Regions from separate parts of the Bombyx mori genome. Here region 1 is linked to region 2. The links are chromatin contacts, called in public Hi-C maps. All regions are on one chromosome and are shown on one strand. The core of a region is the stretch at or near the end of the contact, and the rest is flanking DNA. Distances in the headings are between cores, read along the strand shown.

Region 1 (6,177 bases), core at 3,650-6,149, 42 kb after region 2:
TGTCATGCATGTTGAGCTCAGTTTCACGAAAGTAGTTTCGATATATGCGAAAGTAATTTCGTTAAAAAATTAGTGTCGCGAAATCCACAGTATCGCAGTAGCCATGGCGCCTTCAACATCAAAGCTGTAATTTGCTATATTTAATGTAGCTAAAGAAATGCTCATATACCTATAAACTTAAAAAAAGACTATCAAGAAAAAAAAGTTGGTAGATTCAAGGATGGACAAACAAGAAGGCATTTAGGTGCAATGAAATTAGTCTCTGAATTAGCAGATGAAGATCCTGAGAGTTATAAAAACTATTTTCGAATGAGTGAAGATAATTTTGATTTTTTACTGTAGGTGTTTCGGGACCCTTGTCATTGATATTCATTAATAAGATCTATATTTTTTTCTGTACTCCATCGTTGGTTTGCCATTTTCAACGCTTGAAGCGCGTCAGAACTAACAATACACACGTCCGCACAGCGCAGGCCCTTTCGCGACATTAGTTTCACGTCGCGTTTACACTATGAAATTAGTTGTATGACATTAATTTCACCAAAAAATCGCGCAGGGCACGAAACTAATTTGCATGCATGAAATTAATGCATGCATTACGAAAGTATTAAATTACACGTGAAACTGTTAGTAAAACTAATGTCACGAAATTAATTTCACGCCACTAATTTCGTAATGTAAATTCGGCTTTAGTGCACCCTTGACTCGAATGTGTAAGTTATATAGCGACCTCCATCGTATATTGGATCTGGACATATTTGCTCAAAACTTGTTTAGTTTTAAGAAAAAAATTAGAAACTATTTAGCTCCTAAACCATGTTAATTGTTCTCATGTTATTTGTTTTGGTGTAGTTTATTGATGGATTTTTTCTTTTTAAAAATTTTATCTGATTTCTTTTTGTTCCTTTTCTTTTTTCTTTTTTTTCTTTCAGATTTAATTAATTTTATAATCATTTGGTATTAGAACTAGATGTTAGCTGTGATTACCTATAATTAAGTGAGCACATGTCATGTTTTGATATTCTTGTACCCTATGTTTAAGCCAGTGTTTCATTTGTTGGTGATCCATTAAATAAATAAATATGTCCATAGATTCGGATTCACGTATGGAACTTTGTTTATTTAGGTCATTAGTACATAAATTTATGTTTAAAATACTCGTTTTAAACCTCCGAGTTGGCATTATCAAGAGATAGGAGAAGAAATAATTAATCAGATACAGTTCTCGAACGAGATAAAATAGATACTGAATAAAAACAAAGTTATTTTGGAAGCAAACAAACTTAGTAATGTCGAATCAAAGAAGTTAGTTTGACGTTTATAACTTTGACGTTTATAGGTCATTGACCTCTCATAATTGATTTTAACTAACGAACCCACAAACTAAATGCAGTAAACTGCAATGAAAGATAAGACTATTTAAAATGTATTATTATCAGCGGATACTGCATTTGAAATCAACATTTGGTGGCACTATTTTATCATTTCCATTTAGTTTTACGATCCGCGTACAAAGTCCGGCAGCAAGCTATATAATAACTCTGAACTTTGATTAATAAACAGATTTTTGTTTGTGTAGAACATTGATAATGATTAATGACATGTTTTAATTTAGTTTAAAAAAAAAAGGGTCGTAGGTCGTTGTGAATAGAAAAAAAAATTATATCGTTTAGTAGTTCAATATTGGTCCGAAATAAATAGTAGGTACAATTATTGAAATTGAAATATAGTTTTCCTTGACTTATTACGTCTTATTTTACTATTTCAATATCGTAGGTCAGTAAGCATTGCTTCTCTAACCCGATAGACACAGCCCACTAAATTTCTCGTCAATTCTTCTCATTATATCGCGACTCGGATCTGGTGGTGGATTCGAAGCATTGCATCTGCTAGGGCTAGTGTTAGTAAATTCTCTCAGGTTGAGCCCATGAGCTCACCTGTCCGTCCGGGCGTAGCTGGAATAGTCCCTTAGGCCACTAGAATAGCTAGGGAAAAAATACAACGTGACAGTTCTGTTCAGTATAGCTAAGTCATCGTGGTCTAAAGGATAAGACGTCCGGTGCATTCGTGTTGAGCGATGCACCGGTGTTCGAATCCCAGTCGTACCAATTTTTCTAATGAAATACGTACTGAACAAATGTTCACGATTGACTTCCACGGTGAAGGAATAACATCGTGTAATAAAAATCAAACTCGTAAAATTATAATTTGCGTAATTACTGGTGGTAGGACCTCTTGTGAGTCCGCACGGGTAGGTACCACCATCCTGCCTATTTCTGCCGTGAAGCAGTAATGCGTTTCGGTTTGAAGGGTAACGCAGCCGTTGTAACTATACTGAGACCTTAGAAGTTATATCTCAAGGTGGGTGGCGGTGGGATTTACGTCGTAGATGTCTATGGGCTCCAGTAACCACTTAACACCAGGTGGGCTGTGAGCTCATCCACCCATCTAAGCAATAAAAAAAACCTATGTTGTATTAAGAGGCAGTTATACATACCGATCCGATTCTGCCATACAAGTTAACCTACTTCCTACGTCTTCAAATTGGTTACGACATTAACATATAAAATTATAAAATTCTAAGAGACGTATGGAAAGATGAAGAAAGGAGATGTATGGAAATGGTAGTGCAAGGTAGAGGGGGAAGAGGTCGACCGAAGAAGACATGGATCATGGATGGAGTGTGTGAATGACGATATGAGAGAGAGAGGAGTGAGTCTTGAGATGACGGCTGATAGAAGAGAATGGAAGGGAAAAATTAGCTGTGCCGACCCCACCTAGTGGGATAAGGTGGAGAAGAAAAAAATGCGCGGTAACAATTATGAACGCTGTTTATCAATTTCGTCAAGCTTTTAATATAATTTTTATTGCTAGTTGGTAGTTTTATCTCATATTTATGGTTTATTTTAGAGGAAGTCTGAAAGTGGCACCTGTGACAGAGAGGTCGAGATGCGCGCGTTTGGCATAGTATGGACATGTGATGAGACGAAATGACAATGTAGTTGGTAAGTGAGTTTTAACTATGAATGTGGCAGGCTTTAAAGGAAGGGGAAGACCTAAGAAAAAATGGATGAATTGCGTGAAAGACAATATGTGTAAGAGGGGAGCGTAGAAATGGTATATGATAGAGGAGTATGGAACGAGTAAACATATTGCGCCGACCCAGGTGACTGGGAGAAGGACAGAAGAATGATGATGACTGAAACTTGAAGTACTACTAACTTAAGATCGAATTTCGAGGGAGAGGGACAGGAGAATGATGAAATGAGTTTTATCTCATATTTATTACTGGTTGTAGGGCGTATTGTGAGCCCGAAGGAGTTAGGTACCACAACCTTACCTACTTCTGCCTCGTGGAGAAAATGCGTTCCAATTTGTTGAATAAAATGGCATTTACCCTTTAGACTCTAGAAGATGTCCAAGATTTTTTAGACATTATTTTTTTATTGCTTAGGTGTGTGGACGAGCTCACAACCCACCTGATGTTAAGTGGTTGCTGGAGCCCATAGACATCTACAACGTAAATGCGCCACACACCTTGAGATATAGTTCTAAGGTCTGAGTATAGTTACAACGGATGCCCCACCCTTCAAACCGAAACGCATTACTGCTTCACGGCAGAAATAGGTGGGGCGGTGGTACCTATCCGTGCGGACTCACAAGAGGTCCTACCACCAGTAAAAACATTGAAAAATTCCCACCATCCCAGCCCATCGATCAAGTACCTCGCAAGCGACCCGGCCATAATTTAGAATATTCACGATGAATTATTTGTCCGTTCATAAATCAGTATAAATATAAACTCAGACGCGATAATTATGCGGCAGACAAACAGCTGATAGTGGATGGCCAATACATTCATAATGCAATTAGGATTTAATTGCTTTGCACTTTACACCTATCACGAGCAGACGGCGTGGGGCGGAAACCATGCGGGGCTTTTTAACTTTGAGACGCACGGTCAAAGTCCGGGGTGGAATGAAAATACGGTTGTATAACCACATAGTCAGATACACCGATGAAATCGATAACTATTCAAAAAGTATACATGTAATACTAACCGTCGCCTATGTATCTCTTGCCTGTTGCTGCCGCGAAGCATTAATGCGTTAGTTTGAGACAGCGGTTATAAATGAAAAGTCGTCGTGGCCTAAAGAATAAGACGTCCGGTGCAATTGTGTGTAGCGATGCACCGGTGTTCGAATCCCGCAGGCGGGTACCAATTTTTCTAATGAAATACGTACTTAACAAATGTTCACGATTGACTTCCACGGTGAAGGAATAACATCGTGTAACAAAATCAAACCCGCAAAATTATAATTTGCGTAATTACCGGTAGTAGGACCTCTTGTGAGTTCTCACGGGTAGGTACCACCACCCCGCCTATTTCTGCCGTGAAGCAGTAATGCGTTTCGGTTTCAAGGGTGGGGTAGCCGTTGTTACTATACTGAGACCTTAGAACTTATATCTCAAGGCGGGTGGCGCATTTACGTTGTAGATGTCCATGGGCTCCAGTAACCACTTAACACCAGGTGGGCTGTGAGCTCTTCCACCCATCTAAGCAATAAAAAAAAATAGCCGCTTCTCAAGGTGTGGTCACTTATGATCTCTATAGGCTCTGACAATACTTAACGCCAAGTGTATCATGACATATTTCATTAATTTCAAAAATCAAATAAAAAATACTTTATGGTATATGTCTTCGGCACCTCGCGTCCACTTCGTTCTGTCCCTTTTAAGTCGCCGCTCGTCAGATTCAGTATATTATACTTTACGCGAATTTAACACGGTGCATTTCATCAGCAGTCATTTTTAACAATTAACCTAAAAGCATAGATTGTGTAGGTTTATCATAGGTCAGTACCGACGGTATTGTTCGAAGGTCGACGATAACGAGATCACCAAGACGCCGCGTGCTGAGGTGTCTGAGATACGTAACGAAAACCGTTTTTATGCATTCCATTGCTGTCTTTAATCTGATTCCACCCGATCCACTAACGGTGCTTTTTGGTACCTCAAGAACCGGTCACAGTTCTCGTCGAACGACGAAGGGCTTGACGAGTTAATTAACCCTCAGACACACCCCACTGAGTTTCTCGCCGGATCATCTCAGTGGGTCGCGTTTCTGACCCGATGGTAGATTTTGCGAAGCACGGCTCTTGCTAGGGTTCGTGTTAGCAACGTCGTTAGGTTTGAGCCCCGTGAGCTCACCTACAAGTTAAGGTTCCGCTGAAATAGCCTCTCAAGGCTATCAGCTTAGGTACGAAAAAAAAAACATCTGAAATCAGAATGAAGCACTTTAATGCGTTACGGATTCCCCTTCTATTTTCTTCCCAAAACTGAATGATTATAAAAGGCAAAATGATTCGTTTATTTCATCATCAGCACCTACTGGTTTCTTTCTATCGAGGCGGTTTTGCATTAGAGTGGAATAGCCGTTGTATGATATAATACACACTTTTACCTGACGTCTCAAGGTGGGACGACAGTGTGTATCAAGGTGGGGAGCCGCCTGGCATCAGGTGCCGTGGTCTCATATACTTACCTAGCACAATAAAAGGAAAATATTAAACCGCATTTAATCTCATTCGTTTTCTGATTATCGGGCATCCAACGCTTGCTTAGATTCGTTTGGAAGTAACTGAACGTTTAGCGTTTAGATGACTCGATGGAGAGACTGGTAGTACTTACAGGTATACTTTAAGGAAGTTCCAAGGAAGTTCGAAAAAAATAAAATAAGAATAAGAAAAGCCAGAGGCCGAGCCGAACCGCTACTGCTACGGTACTGGCAGCCGCGGTCTGTAATGTGGTTTTGAAGTTTGAAAACATGGTTTCGAAACAATACAATACAGTACTACAGTTAGTTCATCAATACCTACATATTTTACTAAAATTTTGTAAGCTTGTACGTCTTAAATAATTCAGATAAAGGGTAGCAATATGAAATGGAATCAAAAACCGAGTAAAGCACCAGCTGGCACAATCAATAAGGAGACGAGGAGCCTACCGTTTTTTTTTCTTATATATTTACCGCTCAAATTCAAATTTCGGAATGTTTTGAACTCTATAACCAAGACGGAAAGCTCAAATCGATACACACGGGACGAGACGGTTTGTAATATTAACGTTGTAGATTTATTTACCCGGAAAAGCAAGATGGCGTCTGGCGTTTTTGAC
Region 2 (5,623 bases), core at 2,422-4,921:
ACGTCGTCGTGGCCCAAAAGGATAAGACGTCCGGTGCATTCATATCTAGCGATGCATCGGTGTTCGAATCCCGCAGGCGGGTACCAATTTACCTAATGAAATACGTACCTACTTAGCAAATGCTCACGATTGACTTCCACGGTGAAGGAATAACATTGTGTAATAAAAATCAAACCCGCAAACTTATAATTTGCGTAATTACTGGTGGCAGGACCTCTTGTGAGTCCGCGCGGGCAGATACCACCATCCTGCCTATTTCTGCCGTGAAGCAGTAATGCGTTCGGTTTGAAGGGTGGGGAAGCCGTTGTAACTGTACTTGAGACCTTAGAACTCAAAGTGGGTGGCGCATTTACGTTGTAGATGTCTATGTGCTCCAGTAACCACTTAACACCAGGTGGGCTGTGAGCGCATCTACCCATCAAAGCAAAAAAAAACATAAAAATCTTTTATTCATTTATTGAAAACGAACTAATCGATTATAATTGGAAAGATTTTCGAGTGTTTTCATAATAAACAGCTTCTTTTTATTTTAAAAAAATTGGCATATTATTATGGAATTTACCGGAGTTCTGCCCAGTTCTTTCTAATTTACCCAGCATTTATGGAGAATTTTAATCTACAATTTATCCTACACCGGTAGGTACCTACCTACTAGCTTTTAAAATTAGAACTGTCAAAGTCAGGTGTTAATTGTGACTGTCAAAATAAGAAACGAAGAAATGGCATTGAGTTTAATCGAATTATCCTGTTAAAGATCATGTTTTTGAAAATTTTATAGTGTATGTAAAATACATTAAAATGTTTTCTCTAACGGGACGCAGGCACTTACATAAGGTCCTCAAAACTTTGAGGTTATCCTTTGCCGATTTTAGCAATTTACCCGATATAAAGAAGTTGAATGCGGTGAGGACTGTCGAGAAGACGATAGATAACAATACGAGTATTTTTGTGGAGAGTCCCATACATGTTAAAATCCAGCCCATTGATGTGAATGATTTAAATGCACATAATAAACTTACTATGACTCTGTACAGTCACGGCAAGGATGCGAGCGATTTCCAAGTTAAACAGACTTCCAAACGGCTAGAATTGTTAAACAAGAACACCGCCTCAGATAAAAACGACGTGTGTCTGATTCAGGTACCTTACCAGCTAAAAGTTCAGGTTTCAACTTCCGATAATGCTTCTGTTCACCTTTCAAAACTAGAAGGCGATGAATTTATAGTTAAAACACAGAAAGGAGCTGTGAACGTGAAAGATATCAAAGCACAGAATATTAAAATTGAAACTGTTGAAGGAGAAGTCACAACTGAAGGTCGAATACAAGCAAGCAATATTGAACTTAAAACAGGCTTAAATTCTGGCATTAAGTGTCATAATGTTATGGCTAATTCCTTCATTGTCAGCACACATGCTGGGCCCATAGCTGTAAAGTCATGTTACAGTGATAATTCACATTTCACAACATTGATGGGTAACATTCGTCTTGACCACTTACATAGATCTGTGTTGATTGACATCATCCAGCGAGGGAACTTACACATAACTGGATTCTCAGGGAATATCCAGGCCAGCCTGAAAAGTGGTGAGGTCTACATGCATGCATCACAGTTGATGGAAAAAAGCAGTATCTTCATTCATGAAAAAGGCAAAGTTGAACTTCTCATTCCAGATATAATAAATAATTTGCCTGCAACAAATCTGATAGCTGAAAAAATTACTGTTGACGATAAAATATTGAAGCTTGGAAGATTCATGGATGATTCACATCCAAAAAGGTTTCGATTTGAAAAGGAACCACATAATGAGTTGCATATAGTGTGTAAGAATGGCTCGATTGATTTGAAAGAAACAGATCTCCCGTTTATAGTGTGATTGCTGCAATTCTAATAGTTTTTTTTTTTTTGTAAATATTATATTGTATTTTACTATGTTAGTAAGACTTGAATGTTATTTATTTTTTTAATTAAAAATAGTGTTTATAATTTTGTTTAAATACATCAAGTTTTATTTGAAACTACACAGTAATTCAAGTGTAATCTATAGAACAAGAAATCTTATGTGCTTAACAAATTTATTCCAAGTATTAATTTTCTTTTTACACAATGACATTTGTTGAATCTACCTTTTTTAAATGTCATTGTTATAGTGGTTTTGTTAAATGAATGCTGTATTACTACTGTGAAGTATTATTTATATATTTAGTTAGTTGACATAGAGATTGACAATGGCAAGAGTGAGCATTTGTATCTTGAAAACATAGTTTGTTAGTAACTCAGCTTTTTGGTAGATTTCTTCCATTGTATGATAATCAACCCAGGGGTACTAAGGTCAGAACGATGCCTTCAATGAACACTACTCTAACTCAAAATTTTGAAATTTTCGTTTTTCAGGCAAATCGCTTCACTATTTTAAAAGTATTACAAATTCATTGTTAATGGGGTTCGAAGCAAGAGTAAATCAACTAGTTACACAAGAAAAAACCATAAAATCTTTATTATTGCAGATATATTTATCAACTTTTTTCGTTTAAACTCTCCTCCTGTAAACCTAAGAATTTGGAGTTAGAGTAGTGTTCATTGAAGGCATCGAGAAGATCTAGGAAACCAATCTACGACTAAATACTTCCATGCCAATATGGCTTGTGGTAGGTGAGAATCACGTTTTCATGTCAACTGGTTTAACTAACCGCTTAACAAGTTACTATGTGGGCCTTCAGTGTTTGCTCGTCTTAATGGCGAAGTATCCGGAAACGGAACCTGGATGAATTAGCGGTTGGCTAAATCAATAAATACATAGACCATTTCTGGAACCTAAGAGACATAACATAGAGAATCAAATACCCTTTGTAAATTCAGAGTTTCCGAATAATTAAAAAGATTATAAAGAGATCTTTTTATGGAGATAATGTGAGACACCCAATAACAGTATATGAGACAAACTAATAATTCCGAGCGGGTCCGAAGGTCCATTTATAAAAAAAAAAAAACTATTAAAAATGTATTTAGCAGCGAAGTCTGTGCTGTTTGAACAATTATTATTTCTGCCATTTATTGAAATTGAATTGAATTGACTGAATTGTCAGATCGTATGCGAAGTTTTTTTTATTGCTTAGATGGGTGGACGAGCTCACAACACATCTGGTGTTAAGTGGTTACTTGAGATATAAGTTCTAAGGTCTCACTATAGTTACAGTTAAAAATATGACCACCTCTGGTTCTAGGTTTGATATATTATCTAGGTATAGTAAATTTTAAATCATAGCAATATTAAAGTTTAATTATTAATTTATTTAAATCATTCTAGAACACAACCGTGTTCACTAACTAATTAGAGGCGGTCGTGTTTAGGTAATTAAAACAACTTCTATGCCTCTTTCTTGCGTAAAAGTAGTAATAATTTATACCTACCATGTCCAGAAATCGCGAACACCGAAGAAAATACTTTAGTACTAATTTGTCAAGGCGTCTGCATATTGTGTTGTCTGAAAAATTGGTCATAAGAGAGTGAAGTTATTAATAGATATTAATATAATTACGTGTGCAAAAACATATTGAATTGTTCTATTATTGAATCGTTATGGTATCTTATTATAGAATGTTACGACGTTGAAGATGTGTATGTGGTTTATCACGTAGTCCAATTGTGGAGAAATAAATTATTATCATTAGTTTTAGTCTTTTTCTTAACTATCCTTAATTGTTTACAAACGATTACTATCATTCCGTAATATTTTGTTTATTTTTAACTAGGTAATTGTTAATTGGGTACAAAGATGAGTTAGTGCTGAGCGGCGGGGCGCTGCTTTATTCTGATAACGAGGCTGTTTATATGCGCGAGCGTCGCTGCCGCGCGTCAGTCACTCCGCCATGCCGGCCTGTGCGCCTGAGTTTTCCCGCCTCGCGCGTTCTAACACAGAGCTAGTCTTTTCGCCGCGCAAGAGATGCTCTCACCAGCCACCACCTTTCACGGCTTTGAGGCGATCTTTCTCGTCAACGTTTTCGCTTATACCAGAAGAACGTGCCATTAGCCCCGAGCGACCGCCGCCCGTGCCGCACCTGATTCGACTCCTCACCTGGGGACCTCGTCTAATGCTGCGCCCGGTCTTCGCTCTCCTCAGCATTGTCTCGCATCCGGCTTGGAAACAAATATTAGTGGTACTACCGACGCTGTGGATTGCTGCTTCGCTGTTTATATTCTGGAAATGTGTGCAGTGCCCTATAAGTGTTCTTAAGATGATTGCTCGAGTTATTAGTTCGAAGGGGAATAACAAGCCTCGGACAGTCCTCATCAGTGGCGGCAGTTCAGTGCAAGCTTTACATTTGGCGAGGAATTTCCATTCGGCCGGTGCGAGAGTAGTGGCTTTCGAAATAGAAGGACAGTTTGCGCTACTGAAATACTCAGCAGCTGTTCATAAATTCTATTCAGTGCCGAGGCCTAATCCCGCTGATCCTCTTGCCTATGCTCGAGCATTAAAAGCGATAGTGGAACAAGAGTCTGTTGTATTCTACGTGCCGGTGAGTTCAACGACACCGGCCTATTATGACGCTCTCGCAAAACCACACATGGAAGTGGTGGGATGTCAATGTTTTGTTCCTTGCGCTCGAGATGTCGTCACACTGGATGATCCTTTGGAATTAATGCGAGTCAGTCGTGCTGCGGGTCTGATCACTCCGCAATTCTGGGTCGTAGCGAGTGACGAAGATGTTCGCGCGTGGTACGACAGCGGAGCTTCTAAAGAGGGACGTCACTTCATTGCCAGCGCCGGAGCCCGAGGTGCTCGTGATCGCTTACGTTTTGTGATGCCCGAAGAGAAAACACAATTCAGATTCCCCCGTGAAATCAGCGCTGAAAAGCCTTGGGTCATTGTCCGAGAGCCTAAAGGAGAAAAAATCGTTACGTGCACAACTCTGAAGGAATCTCGTGCGGTCAATAATGTGACGTGCCGCGTGGATGCTGCCCGCAAAGGTCTCGTTCCACAGAAAGATGACGAAGCTGATGCTTGGGTTCAAAGATTCGTGTCATTCCTTGCGCCAGTCAGACCCATGACGGGGCACGTGTCGTTCAGGCTCGTTCGTGAAGAAAATCCATCGAACGGGCACTCGAATAAGCTTATAGCCATCGGTGCGAGGGTTGGAGTGTCTCTACCGTACTTATGTCAAGGGCAGACCAGGTGCGGACACGCGGCGGCCGTCGGGAAGCTGCTGGATACAGTTTTGGACACGCGCGAAGCATTATTCGCGTTTTGGGACCCGCTGCCGTACTGCGCGTACTACCAGTCCAGAATGCCGGAAGACCGACGGTCGCTGCCGCCGGAGCCGTGCAAGACACCACCGAATGTTCCCCTCTGAAACCACTGTTTTTCAGCGTAGGGATTATTTATTATAGACACTCAAGTACCTGAAGAGTGCACTAGTGAGCACTCTGTCGGCGCGTGCCGTAACTAAGTCTGTTGCTCTCTTTTTGTTGTAACCTCGACGCGCTTGGGACTCGCAAGCGATAGGTCGAGGCAACGACACGACATATTGTAACTACTAAGTAGATTATTTTATAAGCACTTCATTGAATTACTTTGTATACTATTTTATATTAAGACGTGTAATAAAGATGGATTTAAAATAAA

Evidence for each region. A called contact is a pair of places that touch in the nucleus more often than the background predicts.
Region 1: a contact with region 2 is called in a Hi-C map of whole pupa, with 2.4 times the contacts expected there. The contact joins the enhancer-like site here to the promoter of LOC101743105 in region 2. A contact is called at or near these places in 2 of 7 Hi-C or Micro-C datasets (both in whole pupa).

The regions. Positions count from the first base shown.
Region 1 is chr6:14,009,577-14,015,753 of ASM3026992v2, forward strand. No RefSeq gene overlaps it. Among protein-coding and RNA genes, the nearest start is that of LOC105843008, 11 kb to the left of the region's middle. Within about 2 kb of position 4,900, at least 4 of the 8 cell types and tissues checked have open chromatin away from gene starts, as enhancers often do.
Region 2 is chr6:13,968,732-13,974,354 of ASM3026992v2, forward strand. It overlaps LOC101743105, which reads left to right and starts at 3,672. Exons shown (of 1, transcript XM_004923508.5): 1 at 3,672-5,623. The coding sequence starts at 3,870. The coding sequence ends at 5,351.